7 separate regions of the Mus musculus genome follow, and regions 2, 3, 4, 5, 6 and 7 are each linked to region 1. A link is a contact called in public promoter capture Hi-C data. All regions are on one chromosome and are shown on one strand. Each heading gives the region's core, a stretch centred on a gene start, on an enhancer-like site or on the middle of the called end of the contact. The rest is flanking DNA. Distances are from core to core; before and after follow the strand shown.

Region 1 (2,718 bases), core at 210-2,709:
ATCTATTCTTGTTCAGCCAGAATTCCTGCCCTTCTACTTAGCAAGCCTAACAAGCCACAATAATTATACATCCCTGGTGGAATGCCACTCACCAAATCAGTGAGGACAGTCTCAAGTTAGCTTTTCCATCTTCCCAGGTCAGGCTGACAGCATGAAACACCAACTTTAAACATCAAGTGAAACAAGCTTTAAAAAAAAAAATAATCAGGGGAGAGACTCTCTCCCTCTCTCCCTCTTTCTCTGGAAATTTCTCTGCCAGTTCAGAGTTGCCAGGTCAACAGGGAACACCAGCATTTACTACTCCGATCTCAAAGGCACTTCCCCTAAGCGGCACCCATCCCAACCATCCAGAATTCTCGCCCTCGGCCCCACCCCCAACAGCATCTTCTCATTTTTCACCAAGGGCTGAAGTTTTCACTAGCACTCCAAGACCACACTAAGGGAGGCAAGTCGCATTCCTTAAAACTCTTTCCTTCTGTCCCCCAAACTACCTGTAACAGCGAATATTTATTTATTATGTATGTATTTATTTCGAAGACGTTGGGCGTCCGCTATAGGGAGAAAAGCTTAAAGGGCATTTATGGCCCTCTGTCCTTTAAAGGCTGGGATTCGTGTCCCCATTTTACAGAGAAGAGAAGCTGAGGGCCCAAGGTCATACAGGACATCTGACCTCAGTGTCCTCTGCCTTTAACCCTCTCGCTGCCTTTGCCTTCTCATCAGCGTCCAGTCTGTTCCGGGAAGGGCTCGTTTTCTCTCCAGGCGGTCTCCCCCTCTAAAGGGCGGACCTTGGAGAACTGCTACCCATTCCGTTTCTTCTCTGGGCGACCCCCCCCTCCCTTCCACCTGGCACCGCTTCTTCAAGGCCCCTGTCACAGCACCTCCTCCATGGCCAATTCAAACTTCCCATCGGTCCCCAGAGCAGGTCGGGTCCGCTATGAGCGGCGGGCGAGCGGCGGGCTCCAGGGAGGAGGGGGGGGAGGGGAAAGGGGCGCGCAGCCCGCAGCCCCGCCGGGTCTGGGCAGCCAACGCGCGGCCGCGGAGGGCGCGGGCGGCTGCGTCAGGGAGGAGGCCGCGTGTGCGGGCGGGCTGCGGGGTGGCGCGGCAGGAAACGGCGAGTCACGGAGCGCGGGGTCGGCCGGGGCGGCGGCGCGGGCCGCAGCGGGAAGAGGCGTGGGGTGGCCGCAGGGTCGCCTTCCTACCTATGCCGGGCGCCACATAGACGAAGTAGAGCAGCGAGGACGACAGCGAGAAGAAGAAGAGCGCGGCGAGCAGCGAGCGGCGCGGCAGCCGCAGCAGCCCCCGGCGGGCGCGCATGCTGAGCCGGCGGCCGCTCGAGGGCCAACCCGGGCCCCGCTCCCGCCGCTCCGGTCCGCCGCCTGGGCCTCGGCCGCCGCCTTCCGGGCTTCGCGCGCCGCCGCCTCGCCGCTTTCAGCCGCCGGCCGCCGCGGGCCGGGCCACATGAGGCGGGAGGGGGCCGACGACCAGAGGAGCTCAGCGGCGGGGGCGAGGCGGGCGGGGCGGGGCCTGTTAGGAGGGCGGGGTGAGGGGCGGGGTCTGATGCTGAGGGCGGGGCGAGGGCAAGGGCCGCAGTCTGAGGAGCAGATGGAGGTACCAGACCTGAGGCAGGCCTGATGGGGACCGAGTAAGGGCGGGGCCTAAACTGGGGGCCGGACGAGGGCGGGGCCTGATGTTAAGGGTGCCTCCGCGAGCCTGAGAACACCGGCGGGGACCGGGCTTGAAGTCTGATGGGGAGGGGGATAAGGGCGGGGCCGGGAGCATAACAAGCATTTTGCGGGAGCCTGAGCCTGAGGCCTGACGGGGAGGAGAGAAGGGCGTGGCCTGAGGCAAGGGGGCGGGAATGGGCAGGGCCTACAGTCCGGGGAGCGCATCTGTGGGGCGGGGCCTGGATGTGGGGGCGGGGCGGGGCGGGGCGGGGTTCACGCGCGAGCACTCTAGCCGCAAGATCCTCGAGCGGCCGCCGCCCATGCTGGCAGGAAGCGGCTCGCTAGTACGACTTGGTTCCCGTGCGAGCTCCCCACGCGGGGATCGAGGGGTGGTGGACAATGTGTGAATAGCCAGGTAGCCCGCCGCTGCAGCAGAGCAAGGATGCAGAGGCCGGGGCATTCGTGTTCGCCCTCACTCATCCATTCATTCCAGACACCATTTATGATAAAGTGGCAGTTACGGGTCCTGGGGCCGGGGATGCTCCACGGAGCAAAGATTCCTCTGGGAACCTGTATTAATGCGAATAAGAAAAAAATCAATATAACAGATGATGATGATAAGAGATATGAAAACAATTAGACATGAAGATGTTTCGGATGCATTCTACTCTAGTCTGAGATTGAGGGGGAAGCCTCTCCTTCCTGGGTGGCATGAACACAAAAGAATGTGAAAGTGCCAGGTGGAGAAAGAGTGGTCCCACTAAGGGGAACTACAAATGCAAAAGCCGGAAGGAAGGAAGAAGGGGCTTGATCCGCCTTCAATGAATCCAAGGATAAAATCCCAGGAAAGAAGAAGAGATCCAAACAAGGTCACATCCTACAGGACAGAACAGTGGTGACAACTGTCAATGTTAAGACACCGAGAAACAGGGCTTCTTAGCCAGTAACAGCCTCTCTCTAAGTCCTGAGATCGTGGCTCCCCTACCCCCACTTTGGCCCCATTGCACCGATGAGAAAACTGAAGCTTCTGGAAAGAGAAGCAAGTCGTCTAAGT
Region 2 (2,700 bases), core at 49-2,548, 2.9 Mb before region 1:
AGAAAGAAAACACTGAGAATCTAAAATGAAAATAGTCATTTTTTAAAATGTATTATTTCCTTGGGAGTCCTTGGGAATTCCATGTGGGTCTGGAATATAGCAAGTTTCAGACCATCCAGGGCTACATAGTGAGACTGTAAGACCCCTGAAGCTGGGCCTCTGCTCAAGTCCCAGGATGAGTTGGCCAGCACCCCAGTGACCCGAGAGAAAACCACACCTGATGCAAACTGCAAGAGGTTTTATTATTAGGTAGCTGAGGATGAAGTCCCTCTGCTGTGCAGGGGCTGGGAGTTGACCCTGAGCGGTGACAGTAGGGGGCTTTTAACAGCTAGCTGGGGAATTGGGAGGAGTTGGGAGGAGAGTTCTTCTCTTCCGGGTGTCCTTGGTGAAATTTACAAGGCAGGAGTGGGGAGTGAGTTCTTTCTGAATTTTTATCTCCATGTCCTCGGCACAGGAAGGCAGGCATCTCTGGTTGTAAAGTATAGAAACAAAAAGGCTTTTTGCTGGCTATAGAGAACAAAGAGCTTCTTTCTGGCTGTATTTTAGAGATCGGGGGAAACAAGCTTGGGGAACGTCCAGGGGCTTTACCTTCCAGGGAGAAACGCTCTAAGTCGGGGTCCCACGAGACTCTGTCTTTAAAAAAAAAAAAAAAGAAAAGTTCCCTTTTGTTAAATTTAAATTGTTGCCGGGTGTGGTGGCGCATGCCTTTAATCCCAGAACTTGGGAGGCAGAGGCAGGCGGATTTCTGAGTTCGAGGCCAGCCTGGTCTACAGAGTGAGTTCCAGGACAGCCAGATCTACACAGAGAAACCCTGTCTCGAAAAAAAACAAAAAAAAATTTTTTTATATTGTTATCATTGTATTTCTATGAGTGTGATAGTCAGATGATAGCTTACAGGAGGCAGTCAGTTCTTTTCTTCCAACATGTGAGTTCAAGATATAAAATGGTCGTCAGTCTTGGCAGCAAGCATCTAGCCCTCTAACCATCTCACCATTCCTCAGTGAATGCTATTTTATTTTATTTTTTATTTTTTATTTATTTTATTTATTTTATTTTTAAAGTCTAGACCTTCCACCCCTTTCCCTCCTAGGAATGGACCTGCTGGATTTTAAAAATCTCCCTCTAGAGGGCGCGCAAGACCCACGGTTTTGTGCCTCATTTCCGTTTGCCTTCATCCTTCATCTTACGCATGTGCAGAGTTTATTTCCGGGCTGCTCGCAAGGGCCCCTTTGGATGGCGTGTAGGGTTCATCCACTGCGTCTGCGCAATGCCCCTCGGTTGCCGTCCCCGGAAGCTCTCCCTTCCCAGGAAGCCGTGGGCCGCAGCTATTCGGCCTCTCTAGGCCGGCGGGTCCTCCGCTCCATGGTCCTGTCTGTCAGCGCTGTGTCAGGAGGCCAGTGCCGAGGTCCGGTCGCGCTCCGACGCTTCGACCCTCGAGCCGGTCGCGGGTGAGTGAACCCGGGAGGAGCCCGGCGGTCGGAACGGGTGGGTCCGCCCGCCCCGCCTCTCCCACCCGGGAATGGGCTTGCTCCCGGGTCCCAGGCCCTCCTCCCTCCCTCCCGCGCCGTTACCAAGGCGACGGCCGGCCCGCCGGCTGCAGCTCCCTGTGTCTTCCCGCAGGTATCCCGGCGGCCGCGGGACGATGGCGTGGTGGCACTGACAGGCGCGGGCGGCTGCCGAGCCCCGCGGGCCGGCATGGCGGGCCAGTTCCGCAGCTACGTGTGGGACCCGTTGCTAATCCTGTCGCAGATCGTACTCATGCAGACCGTCTACTATGGCTCTCTGGGCCTGTGGCTGGCGCTGGTGGACGCGCTGGTGCGCAGCAGCCCGTCCCTGGACCAGATGTTCGACGCGGAGGTAAGCTTAGCGGAAAGGAGTGGGGTTTTGTGGTGGGGCACCGCCGAGCTCTAAATCCGGCTGGGCCAAGTTCTCATTTTGTGGACACTTTTTTTTTTTAAGAAGGGATTTCAGTGTGCGCTCCCCGCGCGACCCCGGTGCCCATCTGTAAAACGGAACGACGAGAACAGGGAAGGAGATAGAGTCTAGGAAGCAAAGTAGTGATCTACAAAGTTCACGCTCAGGAACTGCGCGTTCGAGATACAAACAAGCAAAATCTCATAGGGTTTTAAAGAACCTTACAGTGTTGTGTTGGCTGCCTATGCGCTTAGCCTCGTAGCCAGCTCCGCAGCTTGTGGCTAGAGGTTGAACACACATGGCAGATACTACAGTCAACAGACTTGTGTCCCGGGCAAACATGATGTCTCTTTCTTGAAACCCTCTAGAAAAATGACTTCCTTTCTCCCAGCTGAGCTTGTCAGGAGCCACAGTAAGAAGAGGGATAGACAAAAGGGCATCCGTAATGATGAAGTGGAAACTGTTAAGACTTGGTGTCAGATAGGTCCCTTTAAATTCCTCTCTGCCCTGTGACTTGGGCAAATGTTTCCTCTCCCGTCTGCAATATCACACTGTTGGTACGAGGTGGTGAACTGTTCAAAGAGCCTGCTGTGCTTAGGGTCCAATCTAGCTGAGAGAACTTGAAGAGTTGTTTTGCCTTTCCAATCCCTTTTATCCTCTGCAAAGTGAGCAGGATAATCCTGTCATGTTACCTATAGTAAAATGTTAAAAGGCCCAGAGGGGTTTAAGAATAAGAAAATGCTTCGTGCCGGGTGTGGTGGCACACGCCTTTAATCCCAGCACTCG
Region 3 (2,700 bases), core at 84-2,583, 2.4 Mb before region 1:
TCCATCAAGTGGAGTCCAGATACAATCCCCATCTCGCAAAATTACTTATGAAGCTACCAGAGATGACTATGTTTCTAATTTTCACTTAACAGAGAAGATGAGGGCTAGAACCTGGGTAACCTGCTCAAATCACAAAGTAATGGGTCAGGAAAACATGGCTCAGTTTCCCCTTACAGCCTAGCACCCATAGAACCCGGCCCTCCCGTTCCATTTGACAGATGGGAAGACTAAGATAACTGAGATGGATCAACATTTGAACCGGGCTCATGGAGCCTGAGGGCTCTGGGTAAGACCATGGATAATTCTGGCTCTGTCGATAGCAAGCACGCTCTGCCTCAGTTTCCCTTTCTGAAGATTCTGGAAACAAGTGGTTTAAGTATGTCTCTTAGCCATGGGACTTGTCAAAACCGACCACAGCAGTTTGGCATGGCATGGCTTGGCGTCTGCCTCAAAAACAGTTATTTTCTACAAGTAGGCTTTGCTGACGGTCCCCCTGCCCACACCATCCACACTGATCCATACCACAGAGTGGTTGCCACCGTCCGAGCTCTGCCCGACGCCAGAGTCGTCAGCCTCCGTTAATCCTGGGACGGTCGCAGCGTCGCTGCTGTCCGCGGACACAGCTTCCGAGGTGCACACACCCAGGCCGCTCTCAGAAGGCTCCTCAGGCTGGCCGGGCCGAGGGGCCGCGTCGCTACTGCTCTCCACCTCGTTCTCCTCCATTGGTTCTGGGGACCGACTGACAGCGAAGCGCGGGGTTTGAGGCTTTCACTCTGCTGGGCGATACGACCATGGTTGCAACAAGTGGTCCACCTTTCGGGCCCGGCCAAGCAGAACCCACCCAGATGCACCGGTGTGCCCATTCTGCAGATGCAAAGACTGAGCATCGGACTAGATGGGACGGGGTTTCCTGGAAAGGGAACCTTCCAGAAAAGAATAGGGACGCCTGGCCTCTCAGGCTAGGACCCTTTGGGAAGAAGGGTGGTCCCGGTGGGTGATCACGGCTCCTTGCTCCTCCCAGAGGCATGAATCGACCCTGGGCGGACACAGCGGCCCGGCGCTCCGGCCCCCGTGTCCCCTCGGATGAGGAGCCGGTGGTACAGCCCGCAGGCCCCCGGGGTCAGTGGTTCACTCCCCCTCCCCGGACTCCCCTGCGGAGGGGGCTGACAGCGACGGTCGCGGGGCCTGGTGTCTCGGGGCTGTCCCCGGCGCTGCCTGAGCTCCAGGCCCGGCGCCATCTTGTGGCGGCGCTGGGTTTCCGCTCAGGCAAATGCGAGAGCGGCTAAAGGGCCTGGGACCCCGGGGCCCTGTTCGGACAGCCCCGCCGGCCCGGGAGTCCGCCACCCGGCAGCCTCGCGGCAGGGCCCCGGTGCACGGCAGTGTGCGGAGGGGCAGCCCGCCTCCGGCTGCCGCTAACCTGAGCCTCTGGCTGCTGTGTCGCTCTCCGACTCCGGCATCGACGAGGTCGCCATCCTCTCACCCCCGTCGCGGAGGAACCCATCGGCCGCCCTCGAACCGGAACTACTTCCGCCGCCGTCCCCCCGGGAGAGAGAGATCTGCGGGGTTTCAGAAGGCCTCTCGGAGGACTCAGAGCCGTCGTCGGGTCCAGGAGGACTCTAGAAGTCACATGCTGCCCGGTGTTAGGGCTGAGGTCAGCTGGGTACGGGGACTACTTTTTCGTGTGGCGGAGGGCTACACGGGAAGTGGCATGACGTCACGCAGGTCCCAGCCCGGACTCGCCGGACAAGGCGCGGCGGAGGCGCCCGGCTCTCGTGGGTGTGGCCCCCAGCGTCTAGCCACACCTCCAGGGGTCGCTTAGAGAACCGTCGCGACCTGGGATGGTTTAGAGGTGTCCAGAGGGGAGGGAACGTCAGTCATTTTCCTGGTTTTTCACCTGTAGCTTAAAGCTCCACTCGAGCCAGATCGGGTTCTCCCGGGTTGGGCTTGCTGTGCCGTAGTACAGATGGCAAAACCGAGGTTTGAGGACAGGAAAGGCTGGTCAGGAATCACAACTAAGGCGACTTGGGGGATCGGGTAATGGCAGAGGTCAGGGATGTTTGAAGAAGAGTTAATGCTTAGGCCACGGTGCACTTCGCAGCTGTATTTCTTACTAGGACTGGAGGGCCAGACACCCAGCTGTCCTCTGATCAGTGTAGGTGTGTTTAGAAGTTGGGGAATTAGCTCAGTGGCAAACACGAGGCCCTGCGTCCTATTCCTAGCATACACACGCGCTCATAGACGCGCATGCACGCACGCAGGCAGTGTTAGGTATTTTTAGAAGTCTACAGTCCTTGGGCCCAGTGTGGTGGTGGCTCATGCTTTTAATCTAGCACTCCGGAGAGGCAGGCTAACCTCACTTGACTTACATAGACCAGCTGGAGCTATGTAGTAAGTTTTTCCCAGAAACCACATGGTAAAAGGAGAGAACCGTCTCTTCCAGGCTGTCCACCCACCTCCACGCGCTCTTAGTGTCATGTGTGCACTTACAGACATAACAATAAATACATGCTTAAAGCCGGGCCCTGGTGCTGCACGCCTTTGAGTCCTAACACTTGGGAGGCAGAGGCAGGCGGATTTCTGTGAGTTTGAGGCCAGTCTGCTCTACATAGTTCCGGAACAGCCAGGTCTACATAGCGAGACCATATCTCAAAACAGAAAAGAGAAGAGAAGAAGAAAAGAAAAAAAAAAGAGAGAAAGAAA
Region 4 (2,700 bases), core at 187-2,686, 2.5 Mb before region 1:
GTACTTACATATAATAAATAAATCTTTAAAAAAAAAAAAAAAAAAAAAACCAAACCAAAAACCAGAACTGGAACAGGGTCAGAGGTTAGGGAAACACTGAGTTACACCCCTAACCAACTCCCCTTTTAAACTTTCCTTTTTTTTTTTTTTTTTTTTTTTCTTCCCGAGACAGGGTTTCTCTGTGTAGCCCTGGCTGTCCTGGAACTCACTCTGTAGTCCAGGCTGGCCTCGAACTCAGAAATCTGCCTGCCTCTGCCTCCCAAGTTAAACTTTCCTTTTTAAAGCAAGTATCTTGTAGCCCTGCTGACCTCTCAAACTAGTGACCCTTTATCAGTCTCCCAAGATTCGAGATGCATGATGGTGTATGCTTTTAATTTCAGCACCCAGCAGGCAGACAGACTGCTGAGTTCCTGGTCTGCCAGGGTTATATAGCAGAACTATCAAAAAACCAAAAGAACAAAAAAATCCCTAAGATGGACACACCTGGGGTCGATGGTCAGGTGTCTGTGGGCAGACTAGACAAGATCCTCCTCCAACTCTTACTAGTTTATATTGTTGACCATTTTTCCTGACCTCCCAACATTCCAGCTCCAAGTTACTGGGCAGCCAGCGCCGACAGCGTCATAGACCTGAGAGGCTGACCAGCTGGGCCATCTGCTACGCTAGTCCAGCAGCAGGTGGCAAACTTGTCCTCCTTTCAAGTTACCTTAACTGGGCAACAGCTTCCTTAGGAGGCCACAAGTGGGTGGAGCTAGGAGCCTAATTCCGGAAGGGAGCCCGACGATGGCCCCTTGCAGAAGCGTCTCCCACTAAGCTGTGTGCAGCCTTCACAACTTTACAACTGCCCAAAGCCACATCTACCCTATTTGCACTCCTCCAAAAGCTACGACTATTCAAGAGCAATTTGTGAGCAGGTTGCTAACGCGCAAAGGTTCGATTTGCACGTCTTCGTCACCTGGCCTCTAGGCAGAGAGAGTTAACATTCCAGGACCCTTAGAGGGCAGAGGCCCCGAGAGGACACCAGCTGGAAGCGGCAGAGCACTGTGCAGGCCAGGACCCAACGTGCAGGGCCTACGTCACCGCTCCGCCTATGTCGGCAACTGAGCCAGAGCCCCCAGAAGACTCTAGACCAGCTTCGTGCCCCCTAAAGTGTCCTAGATCTTCAGCCCCTGCGAATGCGTTCGGCAGGGAAACTGAGGCAGGGGTGTGCGATAGATTCCTTCCTTCCCACCTACGTTTCAAGAATAGCAACGCTGTTTTTCCCCATCCTCAGGACCACAAGGGACCACCCAGATCAACCGGAAAATGGGGAGTTGGGGGCGGGGGGTGGGGGCGAAAGCCATCAAGGTCTGGGGAGCCAGTCAACGTTGCCACACTCAAGATGGCGGCGCGGCCGTGGCGAGGTCCTTCAGAGGCGGTACCGACGCATGCGCAGCGCGGAGTCCCGGCCCGGGACACAAGATGGCGGCAGCGGCGCTGGGGAGGGCGAGGCGGAGGCGGCAAAACGGGCGGTCGAGCAGAACGTGTGGCCGCATCCCCTCGAGTCCGCTTCGGGCAGGTAAGAGCCCCAGGAAGCCACGGTCCCGCTGCGTGCCGCGCCTGGGTCCGGGAGTCCGAAGCAGGACGGCGGAGGCCCCTCCGGCGCTTCCCGCTCGGGGCTGCCGCTCGCCCGGTCTCTTTCGTCGCCGCCATCTTAGAGCCGCGGGTGGGCAGCAGGACTGCCGGCTGGGGTGAGTGCAGTGGGCCCGGAGAGCCCGGGCGGAGCGGCCTCTAGGGTCCCTTCGCTGCTGCCGCTGCCGCCGTCGCCACCGCCTTTGTGTCGGGCTCCGACTCAGAGTCGCCTCAGCCCGGGGGCGGGAGCGCGCGGCAGGGCGGGGGGCGGAGCCCGGGCGAAGGGCCGGCGCGCGCGCGCCAGACTTCCCGCCCCCGCTGGGCTTGCGGGAGGGGCAGGCGGGAGCGCGCTGGGAGCGGGGTGGGGGAGGGTTCCCGTCTGTGCGCCTGCGTGGCTCCGCCCACCAGAGCCGGGGCGTTATGATTGGTACTCTGGTATGTGATCCCGCCCATGTTCCTCCAATCCCGGAATCGGATGCATTTTCTAGTCCGAGTTCCGCTGCTTGCGCAGATACAGTTGTTTGTCTCTAGACTACGCTGCGCTTCTCCGACTTTGGTATGCGTGGGGGTCCGGAAGGCACAGGCTAAGTGAAAACAGTCACTTAATGGGAGCAGCAGCGAGAGTCCACAGAACGCTAGACTACGGTGCAGGGGTCAGATGGTTCTGACGTAGGTGTCAGGACGGCAGCACGGCCTTGAACTTGGGTCTGGCCAACTTCAGAGCTGGCGTTTTGGCCAGAGACCTGCTGCACCTATCTACGCGAGTTTATCTTATTTTTAAAAGACAGGGTCTCTGTGTAGCCCTGGCTATCCTGTAACTCACTATGTGGAACAGGCTGCCCTCGAATTCACAGAAACCCTGTGTCTTTAGTGCTGGGATTAAAGTCGTCTGTCACTACACCTGGCTCTAATGTGTGTGTATGTGGTACTGGGGATATAACCCTAGGTTTCACATATGCCGGGCAGTCAGTGTACTAAGTAGCTTTATTACCAGCACTTAACAAGTTCCAAGTTAACATTTTCAAGCTGTGTAAAGTGCAAAAGTGTGTCATCTTGTCTCCCAGTCCCATCTGGGGTGCGTTTAAAAAT
Region 5 (2,700 bases), core at 201-2,700, 2.6 Mb before region 1:
TCTTCCATAGGTCCTAAGTTCAATTCCCAGCAACCATCTGTAATGGTCATCCAATGCCATTTTCTGCTGTGTCTGAAGACAGCGACAGTATAACCACATATATGAAATAAATAAATCGTTTAGAAAAATAATCATTACTGTAACTTCATCCTCTGAGACTGACATGTGACAGTGTATGAAATACTTACAAGACGCCATGAGTGCTAAAATCTGAGACCCTTCTGTTCAGTAAAGGCCAGGAAGGTCTTTCCGTTCATATCCTCCATCCCTCTCCCACGCCCTAAAAGGGGATAGGAGATACTTAATTTTGATACTGTCTGAGATAATTTTGAGGCAGGGTCTCTATTTAGTTCTGGACCTCAACAGTAAACCAGGCTGTTCTTGAACTCACAATGATCCTCCTACCTTTGCCTCCCGAGAGCCAGGGCTAGGATTAATGGCATGAGCCACAGGAGCACCACACCTGGCCTTTGAGATAACTTGTTTTATTGTCTAACTAGCCAAATCTGCCTGCTAGGTCTGACATGTAAGCCTTGGGACAGGGATCAGCAATCATTTTCCTGACTACTGCTACCCTGCAGTAAAAGATAAACTGCAGTTCTCCAAGAGAGTTATAGAGATTACCCAAGCAACCCCGCACGCGTGGGAAAATAAATCAGTTCAAGAGCTCCCACGCTAGAGATCTCTGACAAACTGGGCAACCTTGAACAAGTAACAGCCTCTCTGGATGTTTTCCTCTTTGACTACTTCCCCCAGGTTAAGTTCAAACGAAACTGGGAAGGGCTAGGTTTCTCACACAGGCACCGGACTGGGGTTTTTACAAGAGCTGAAAATTTAGTATGAGTGAAAATTTAGTATGAGTATTAGTATTCTTGTTTCATATGAGAAAACCTAGGCTGGACGAAACCGGATTTCAAGCTTCACTCAAGGGAGAGCCGAGCTCCCAAATGCCGCGAAATTACACTGTAAAGTTACATGGCACTGTATGGAGATTAGGGGTAAAGCTTGGGGCGGCCTCAGGAGACCAGGAGGGGTGGGCGAGTCCAAGAGGGGGCGCGGCCACCACGATCCGGCTGGGTTTCGGGGGAAGCCTTGGCCCGCCCGGCTGCCCTCCGCGTCCCTCCCGCAGGCAGCGGCTTGGGATTCTAACAGCTCCGGGAGAGGGAGCTGGCGGGGCGGAGGCGGAGCGGCGGCAGGAAGCAGCGAGGCGGCGCCGTGAGCTGCCTGGGCGGAGAGCCTCTTAAATCCGCCAGGCTGCTGCACCAAATCCCGGGAGCCCGCCCCGAACGCACTTGGGACGCGGTGGGTGGAGGCGCGTCCCGGCCTGCGGGAGGAACAGGGCAGAGGCCGGCCTCCCGCACGTCCCCAGCGGCCGCGGCCCGTGGGCGTGGCCTCTTGTGCCACGCCCCTGACACGCCCCCGGGTCCCTCTCCGGGCGGGGGTCCCCTCCCTCTTCAGCCCTGGACCCAGCGTGGCGCGCTCCCCCCTGGGTGCCATGGCCTCGCGGCTCCTACACCGGCTGCGACACGCCCTGGCCAGCGATGGCCCCGGGGAGGCGGCGGCGGGCCCAGAGGCCGAGCAGTTCCCTGAGAGCTCAGAGCTGGAGGACGATGACGCCGAGGGCCTGTCCTCCCGCCTCAGTGGCACCCTCAGCTTCACTAGTGCGGAGGATGACCCTGACGACGAAGACGAGGACGACGAGGCGGGCCTCGACTCGCCGCCCTCAGGAGACGGGGCATCGGGAGAAGACGCAGGCGAGTGCGGGAGGACAGACAGGAACCCCGGGGCTCGGTTAGGCCTCCCCGCTGGACGCGGTCCGAGGGCATCCTGAGTTTTCTCTCTGAAACTATTGACACTATAAGCTCTTCCAGACACGGTTTGGCTGTGTGACCTTGACTCACAACACTATGGGAATCACACCATCTCGGGTTTTTTGTAGATATTAAATGCACAGGACCAGGGAAACAAACGTGTGTGCTAGCTGCTTCGGGTGGAGGTTTAGCATCCACTGTAAGCCAGGCGCTGGGGTGAAGCACATCTCGCTTCTGTGAATGAGGTCATGGCATTTTGTTTACGTTAACTCTGGAGCTAGCCACCCCCATAATGACGGGTCATGTGCTTGTGCAGAACGAAGTCCCCCACCTGATGGACAACGGAGCAGTCAACTCCTGGCCCGCCAGCTGCAGGATTTCTGGAAAAAGTCTCGGAACACCCTAGTTCCACAGAGGCTGCTCTTTGAGGTGACCAGCGCCAATGTTGTCAAAGACCCTCCCTCCAAGTACGTGGTGAGTGAGGTTCCAGGAACCCTTGAGCAGCGAGTCTAGATGTCTAGCTGAGAGAAAGGAAATAGCACAGATTTTGGGGCGGGGGTCGTGGCCATGCAGTTATAAAAGGATGTCCTTATTTTACACCTGGGGGAACTGAGACCAGATGAGAAGATGGGTGTCAACTGAACACGTCCTCAGGCAAATGACTTAGTTTCTCTAAAACTGAGAATGTGGCCTTAGGAGTTGCCTCCTGTCCTAGTCTTGAGGTTACGAGAACTGATGTGTGTTTCTTTCTGTACCCTGTGGGTTTCTGTCAACCGCAGCAGGACACAGTATTGAGACCCAGTGGCATGGGTCAGGATTAAGGAAATGGGCTTTGGATCCAGACCAGTCTTGATTCACATCCCCTGTGTTTACCAGTGGCTTCCCCTTG
Region 6 (2,700 bases), core at 141-2,640, 2.9 Mb before region 1:
TCTGCCTGACTCAGCTGGTTGGTAGCTGTGTGACCTTCAGCAGGTTACTTAACCTCTGCCTGAGGACTAGTTTAAGAATGGTAAACAGGGAGGTTTTCTGAAATTAAACACGCTCGATTCCAAAGCCACCAGGAAGCCATCAGAGCAGAAACCAGCATGCAATGGGTTCCGTACCTAACTGCAATTGTGCTAGAGAGTGCATACACTCTCATCTCGAGCCTCCTGAACATAATCAACTATTCCCTAAATAAGCCCAGAGAAAAGGTGGCTTTCAAAAGAACATTAATGATTAAACTCCAGAGTCTCACTCCCCCTAAAACTTAGACTAACGGTACAAATGGCCCGTGCTCATGGGTCAGACCACCCTCTCCCAGGAACTGTCATGCCCTGTAAATTCCCTTGCCTCCTAAACGCCTGCTAGGACTGAGCTGATCCGGCCCTAGATCCTTGTTGACTCTGATCCTGAAAAGGAAAGGTTTCTTTAGGTTCCCTGGGATCTTTTCTCCTCTAGATCCTTCTCCGCACTCAGGTGGGTGCCTCAATTTCCCCGTGTGCGGTTTCAACCAAAACACTTCCCACAAAACAGTTGAAGCTCAATCTCTAGCCTGGAGCTGATCGGAAAGTTATCCTTTAAGTCCGCTCTGGAAAAATAAGGAACCCTACTTTTTGGACAGCCTAAAGCAGGAAGGGTCACCTCATGATATGTTCTGTAGATAGGTCAGGTGACCTTAGAAGGAGGTGATCTTGCCCCTTAAGTCAGTCGTACCAAGACTGTGGCCAGAACGAAGGCCAGGATTCAGTCTTCTCCATTCCCCAGGGTTTGTGAAACGGGGTCCTCCGCACAGCCCTAAAGTGTTCCAGCTCCCGAATACAAGCTGCCCACCCCGTCCCCAGACCATCTCAGATTCGAGCCTCCTGCTATGGACACCCAGAGGGCCACTCCGCGCGCAGCGCCAGCACTGGGATCACAAAGTAGGGGTGAGGGTGTGGGAGGAGAAAAGTTGACACCAACTTAGTCACGTCCCACCCGGGAGCCCAGAGGCCAGGCTGAGTCCAGAGCTCAGAGCAACAGGCTAGGGGTGCACGGCGCGTGGAAGAGTCTCCGGCAGCCTTCTCGAGACCCAAGAGCAAAGTTTCCTCACAAAGTTTTCCCTGTCTCGGCGTCCAGAGGGGGTTGGGGGGAGGGAGCACAGTTCGCGATGCACCCTACTCCCTCCGGATCCCGGGATTTGAGGGGACAAAGAAGGCACCCCCCAATTCTCCCCCCTCCAAGACATCCTTCAAATACATACCGACTCTCCGGGGACCAAGGGGAAGCCTCCGAGGAGCAGCAGCAGCAGCGGCGCAAGCAGGCAGGCAGGCGCCATGGCTTCAACAGCGCAAACCAGTGGCCCGGAGCGGGCGCGCAGCCCTTCTTATAGGCAGCAGCCCTGCCCCGCCCCCAGTGCTCGCCCGCACCGCCCGGAATTCCCCCGGGAAAGCTTAGGCCTGCGGGGTGCTGCGCTGGGCAAGCTGGAAACCACTGGGGTGGGACCCAACCCGCCCGGGGACCCGCCCACAGCGTGCCTGCCGGCTCCAAACTGACCTCAATCTGTAGCTCCAGGAGCTGCAGCCCATGATAGTTAACCGATCTACTGCGAGGCAGTCTGCCTAAAATCCGAGGATCACTGCTTAGCCCCCAATTTATAGCTGGGGAAACTGAGGCCCATAAACGGGGTAGGATTGACTAGGGGTCTGCTGTTTTTACCAGTCTTCAAAGCGGATGCGCTCCGCTTTGTCAGGGAGTATTCCCCAAGTGGCGCTTGAATTCGGATAGTTTTTGATTAGCAACTCTGAACCGACAACGACGAAATGGTTCAAGTTTTTCCAGGCCTGCTGTCGAAATTATTCCAACCCCAGGGCGCCAGCGCAGAAGCAGCTGGAAAGACAAAGGAACGAGCCTGCCTGTGCACTAAACAGTGTGATTTATCAACTGAAGTGTGAATTGTGTGTAATACTCACGTGTCACGAAATAGTCTTACTCTTTTGACTTGTCCTCTCAATTGACTCTCTTATTTCTCAAGGCGGCTTCTACACCGGATCCAAGAATGTTGCTTCTAACACCATCCTAACAAAGTAGGTAATGGTAAGATTCTTTAGTCCCACCCTCAGCACAGATACTGATGGAATCAATAATCGAAAAACTGAAGGACACACACACACACACACACGTGATAGGGAAGGGCTGTCATCCTGGCATTTGAGATACTGAGGCAAGGGGACAGTCGGAGTTTAAAATGAGCCAGCTGGTGTCAGTGTGAAACCCTGTCTTTAAAAAAGTAGGGGGAGGGGCATGCTAGAACCATCAATCAAAACTTTTGATCTTTGACATACCGATACATTGTTCTAAGGGTACATTTGTGCATACATAATGTGGTTTTGGAATTAGGGCATTTTGGCCTGTCTTAGGATATTCTGAATTCACATACTTTCCAAGGTAAATATGACCCCTCGCCCCTGTTCCTCTTTGAATTGCCTAAACTAACCCTAACTCACTATGTCCCAGCTCAGCACTACCTCCTCCATAAGAATACAGGCAGGGCATACTCTGTCCTGTTCTATTCCTTGGCTTTCCTTATTCTAGCCCTTAATTATTTTCTGAGAATTAAAGTCTCTTGTGGCAGAGAGCTTTGAGAGAAAAACAGTTTTCCAATACTGACC
Region 7 (2,875 bases), core at 25-2,524, 2.4 Mb before region 1:
TAAATCAAAAAAGTGAATGATCACTGCGGCCTGGAGGTGAAATGCCTTGCCCAAGGTGGTTGGGAAATGACGAGGTTGGGAAATGGTAGACCCAGAACTGCAATTCAGTGCTGGAGCTCACCAGTGAGAAGCATCTAAGAGAAGCTTGGGAGAACACCCAGCTCTCTCTCTCCGGCTCACAGGTCTGTTCGTTGGGAAGCACATGAAGGTCTGGGCACACAGGAGGCTTAGTCAGAACAGCTTGCTGAAGACAGATCAAGGCCCTGCTCCACCATGGTGGCAGGCGAGGAGGATGGAAGGCCGGGGGCTGCCGGCTGTTGGCAAGACTGTGCCAAAGCTTTCCTGAGTGGAGCAGGGCAGGGCTGGAGGAGGGGAAGGGTCCATGACGATCTCACAGCTCGGGAGAGGAAGGTGTTTGCCCCATCCAGGTCACCCCAAGGCTTAGAGCCAAGACCCCAGTCTCCTAATTTCCAATCACAAACCTGACACCATCAACTGAGGTCTCGTGAACACTGCTGAAAGTGGTTTTTCTGTGTTTCGAGAGTCTCATTTTATCCTCAGATCAATATAGGGACAAAGGCTTGAGCGACAAAGGGTCTGTTTTTGTTCTTTAAACAGAAGAGGAAGGATAGTGCTAGCCTGAGAAGGATGAAGCTTCTGCTTGCTCCCACATGTGTGTGTCCCCCCGCCCCCCAGGCTCATCTTTCCTTCCCCAAGGAGTCAGCCTGCTGGAGCTAGGGGTTTGCCCCATGGAATTCCCCAAATCCTGCCTCAAAGAGCCTGCTCCCAGAGGCCAGGAGAGGAAGCTGAGTCAAAGACTCTATCAGGGGGCGGGGATGAGAGGATAGAACCTACAGTGTGGGGATGGGCTCCAGGCTGCACTCTGGCCAGGGAGGGGGTGTCTCAGAAGCCCAAGGAAGAGGGGTCTCGGGCCTCAGGTCTCCCAGTCTTTTACTGGGCTGATCAGTCAGGGCCGTCAGACCTAGGGCTAGGTGAATGCCCCATCCTGCACACCCTCCTTCCCTTTCCCACAAAGTCTGCAGTTTGCAGAAACTAAACCCTGAGTTCTGTGGTTTCCTGTGGGTCTGGGGGTCCTGCCTGACTTGGCAATGGGGGACTGTGGGCAGGGCATAAGGGAGGGGGTAGTGTAAACACACACACACACACACACACACACACACACACACACACACACACACACACGCTGAGTCAGCATAAGCCTGGAGGGGAGGGGCGGGGTCACTGATTCCGTTTTACTGCCTCTTTAAAATCTCTGCAAAGGCAGCGTTAGCCAGAAGCTGCGGTCCTCACCATGAGTCCCTGGCAGCCCCTGCTCCTGGCTCTCCTGGCTTTCGGCTGCAGCTCTGCTGCCCCTTACCAGCGCCAGCCGACTTTTGTGGTCTTCCCCAAAGACCTGAAAACCTCCAACCTCACGGACACCCAGCTGGCAGAGGTAGACAGATGGCTCGGTGGATAGCTGAGAAGGGCTGGTCAGGAAGATGTCCCCCTCTCCCAAGGAATGGGGCCTCAGATATGCTTTCTGGATTTGGGGGTGATGGGCATGTCTGCCAGGGTTAGGCAGTAGGGGGTAGGTGGTCTGGAGGCTCTGGGCAGATTCGGGTCTGTTGGAGGGACAGATTGGGTTCGGCTTCGAAGGGTTGTGACATGGCGCAGGTTGGCAGTGAACAGTTAAACTCTAGTGGGGCTGAGGGGTAGGCATGGTTTATATCATCTGAGGTCGAGGTGTGATGCTGTCCTCAGGATAGGGGAATTCTAGCTGTGTAGGAAGAACTGGTGTCCTGGCCGTAGAGTCCCTAAGCATGTGGCCCAGAGGTCCAGAGCCAAGGTGCCAGAACTCTGTGATGTCTCTGCCCCTTCCTCCATCCACAGGCATACTTGTACCGCTATGGTTACACCCGGGCCGCCCAGATGATGGGAGAGAAGCAGTCTCTACGGCCGGCTTTGCTGATGCTTCAGAAGCAGCTCTCCCTGCCCCAGACTGGTGAGCTGGACAGCCAGACACTAAAGGCCATTCGAACACCACGCTGTGGTGTCCCAGACGTGGGTCGATTCCAAACCTTCAAAGGCCTCAAGTGGGACCATCATAACATCACATACTGGTGAGATGTCGGGCTAGAAGCAGGTGCCTGGGTGGGACTGGAGGCCAGTTTGCACCTCCGGTTAGCTGAACACAAGGGATCCTTAGCAATACAAGTTCCGAGAGAGGCTGCAGCCCTGTGTGTTTTGAAGCGATCGTGGTGTAGCTGCTGCCCCGCCCACCCCCATTTGTAATCCGTGCATGCCCGATCCCCCATCGACGCTGGCTTTTCACCTCCAGGATCCAAAACTACTCTGAAGACTTGCCGCGAGACATGATCGATGACGCCTTCGCGCGCGCCTTCGCGGTGTGGGGCGAGGTGGCACCCCTCACCTTCACCCGCGTGTACGGACCCGAAGCGGACATTGTCATCCAGTTTGGTGTCGCGGGTGAGAATTCCCGGGCTGGGCAGGCTATGGGAGGGACGACCACGGACAGAGTAGAAGGGACAGCAGATCTGTCCGCTCTTATGCCTGCCCCACAATCCCTAGTCGCTGCTTCCACAAATGACCTCCCCCAACCCCCAGCGGCTTTGGAGTCGCAGTCACCTCTTCTCAAAGTCTGGTGCGCTGCTCAGCGGGAGACACAGTCGCTTTCAGTCTCTTGCCCTTAAAGAGAGCAAAGTGTTGCTGATTGAGTCCCTTCCTCTCCGATGGCCTCTTGCAGAGCACGGAGACGGGTATCCCTTCGACGGCAAGGACGGCCTTCTGGCACACGCCTTTCCCCCTGGCGCCGGCGTTCAGGGAGATGCCCATTTCGACGACGACGAGTTGTGGT

Evidence for each region. Promoter capture Hi-C pulls out the DNA fragments that hold promoters and counts their contacts.
Region 2: a promoter capture Hi-C map of pre-B cells shows a contact between it and region 1. The contact joins the promoter of Sys1 here to the promoter of B4galt5 in region 1. A contact is called at or near these places in 2 of 39 promoter capture datasets (liver and pre-B cells).
Region 3: a contact with region 1 is called in a promoter capture Hi-C map of liver, with 2.8 times the contacts expected there. The contact joins the promoter of Zfp335os here to the promoter of B4galt5 in region 1. A contact is called at or near these places in 2 of 39 promoter capture datasets (liver and pre-B cells) and 1 of 9 other capture datasets (liver).
Region 4: a contact with region 1 is called in a promoter capture Hi-C map of liver, with 2.6 times the contacts expected there. The contact joins the promoter of Pcif1 here to the promoter of B4galt5 in region 1. A contact is called at or near these places in 2 of 39 promoter capture datasets (liver and pre-B cells).
Region 5: a contact with region 1 is called in a promoter capture Hi-C map of neutrophils, with 5 times the contacts expected there. The contact joins the promoter of Snx21 here to the promoter of B4galt5 in region 1. A contact is called at or near these places in 3 of 39 promoter capture datasets (liver, neutrophils and pre-B cells).
Region 6: a contact with region 1 is called in a promoter capture Hi-C map of liver, with 3 times the contacts expected there. The contact joins the promoter of Sdc4 here to the promoter of B4galt5 in region 1. A contact is called at or near these places in 4 of 39 promoter capture datasets (the 3T3-L1 cell line, the C10 cell line and liver).
Region 7: a contact with region 1 is called in a promoter capture Hi-C map of embryonic stem cells, with 2.7 times the contacts expected there. The contact joins the promoter of Mmp9 here to the promoter of B4galt5 in region 1. A contact is called at or near these places in 2 of 39 promoter capture datasets (cranial neural crest and embryonic stem cells).

The regions. Positions count from the first base shown.
Region 1 is chr2:167,347,719-167,350,436 of GRCm38.p6, forward strand. B4galt5 (UDP-Gal:betaGlcNAc beta 1,4-galactosyltransferase, polypeptide 5) reads right to left here and starts at 1,460. Exons shown (of 9, transcript NM_019835.2): 1 at 1,200-1,460. The coding sequence starts at 1,314.
Region 2 is chr2:164,459,673-164,462,372 of GRCm38.p6, forward strand. It overlaps Sys1 (SYS1 Golgi-localized integral membrane protein homolog (S. cerevisiae)), which reads left to right and starts at 1,299. Exons shown (of 4, transcript NM_025575.3): 1 at 1,299-1,448; 2 at 1,621-1,857. The coding sequence starts at 1,696.
Region 3 is chr2:164,910,100-164,912,799 of GRCm38.p6, forward strand. Zfp335os (zinc finger protein 335, opposite strand) reads left to right here and starts at 1,334. Exons shown (of 2, transcript NR_166490.1): 1 at 1,334-1,651. It overlaps Zfp335 (zinc finger protein 335), which reads right to left and starts at 1,651. Exons shown (of 28, transcript NM_199027.2): 1 at 1,418-1,651; 2 at 523-773. The coding sequence starts at 723.
Region 4 is chr2:164,877,932-164,880,631 of GRCm38.p6, forward strand. Pcif1 (PDX1 C-terminal inhibiting factor 1) reads left to right here and starts at 1,437. Exons shown (of 17, transcript NM_146129.3): 1 at 1,437-1,558. 4930445K14Rik (a long non-coding RNA gene) reads right to left here. Exons shown (of 2, transcript XR_003953757.1): 2 at 1-2,110.
Region 5 is chr2:164,784,571-164,787,270 of GRCm38.p6, forward strand. Snx21 (sorting nexin family member 21) reads left to right here and starts at 1,451. Exons shown (of 3, transcript NM_133924.3): 1 at 1,451-1,754; 2 at 2,128-2,285. The coding sequence starts at 1,496.
Region 6 is chr2:164,441,798-164,444,497 of GRCm38.p6, forward strand. Sdc4 (syndecan 4) reads right to left here and starts at 1,391. Exons shown (of 5, transcript NM_011521.2): 1 at 1,293-1,391. The coding sequence starts at 1,367.
Region 7 is chr2:164,946,945-164,949,819 of GRCm38.p6, forward strand. Mmp9 (matrix metallopeptidase 9) reads left to right here and starts at 1,275. Exons shown (of 13, transcript NM_013599.4): 1 at 1,275-1,453; 2 at 1,891-2,120; 3 at 2,339-2,487; 4 at 2,765-2,875. The coding sequence starts at 1,313.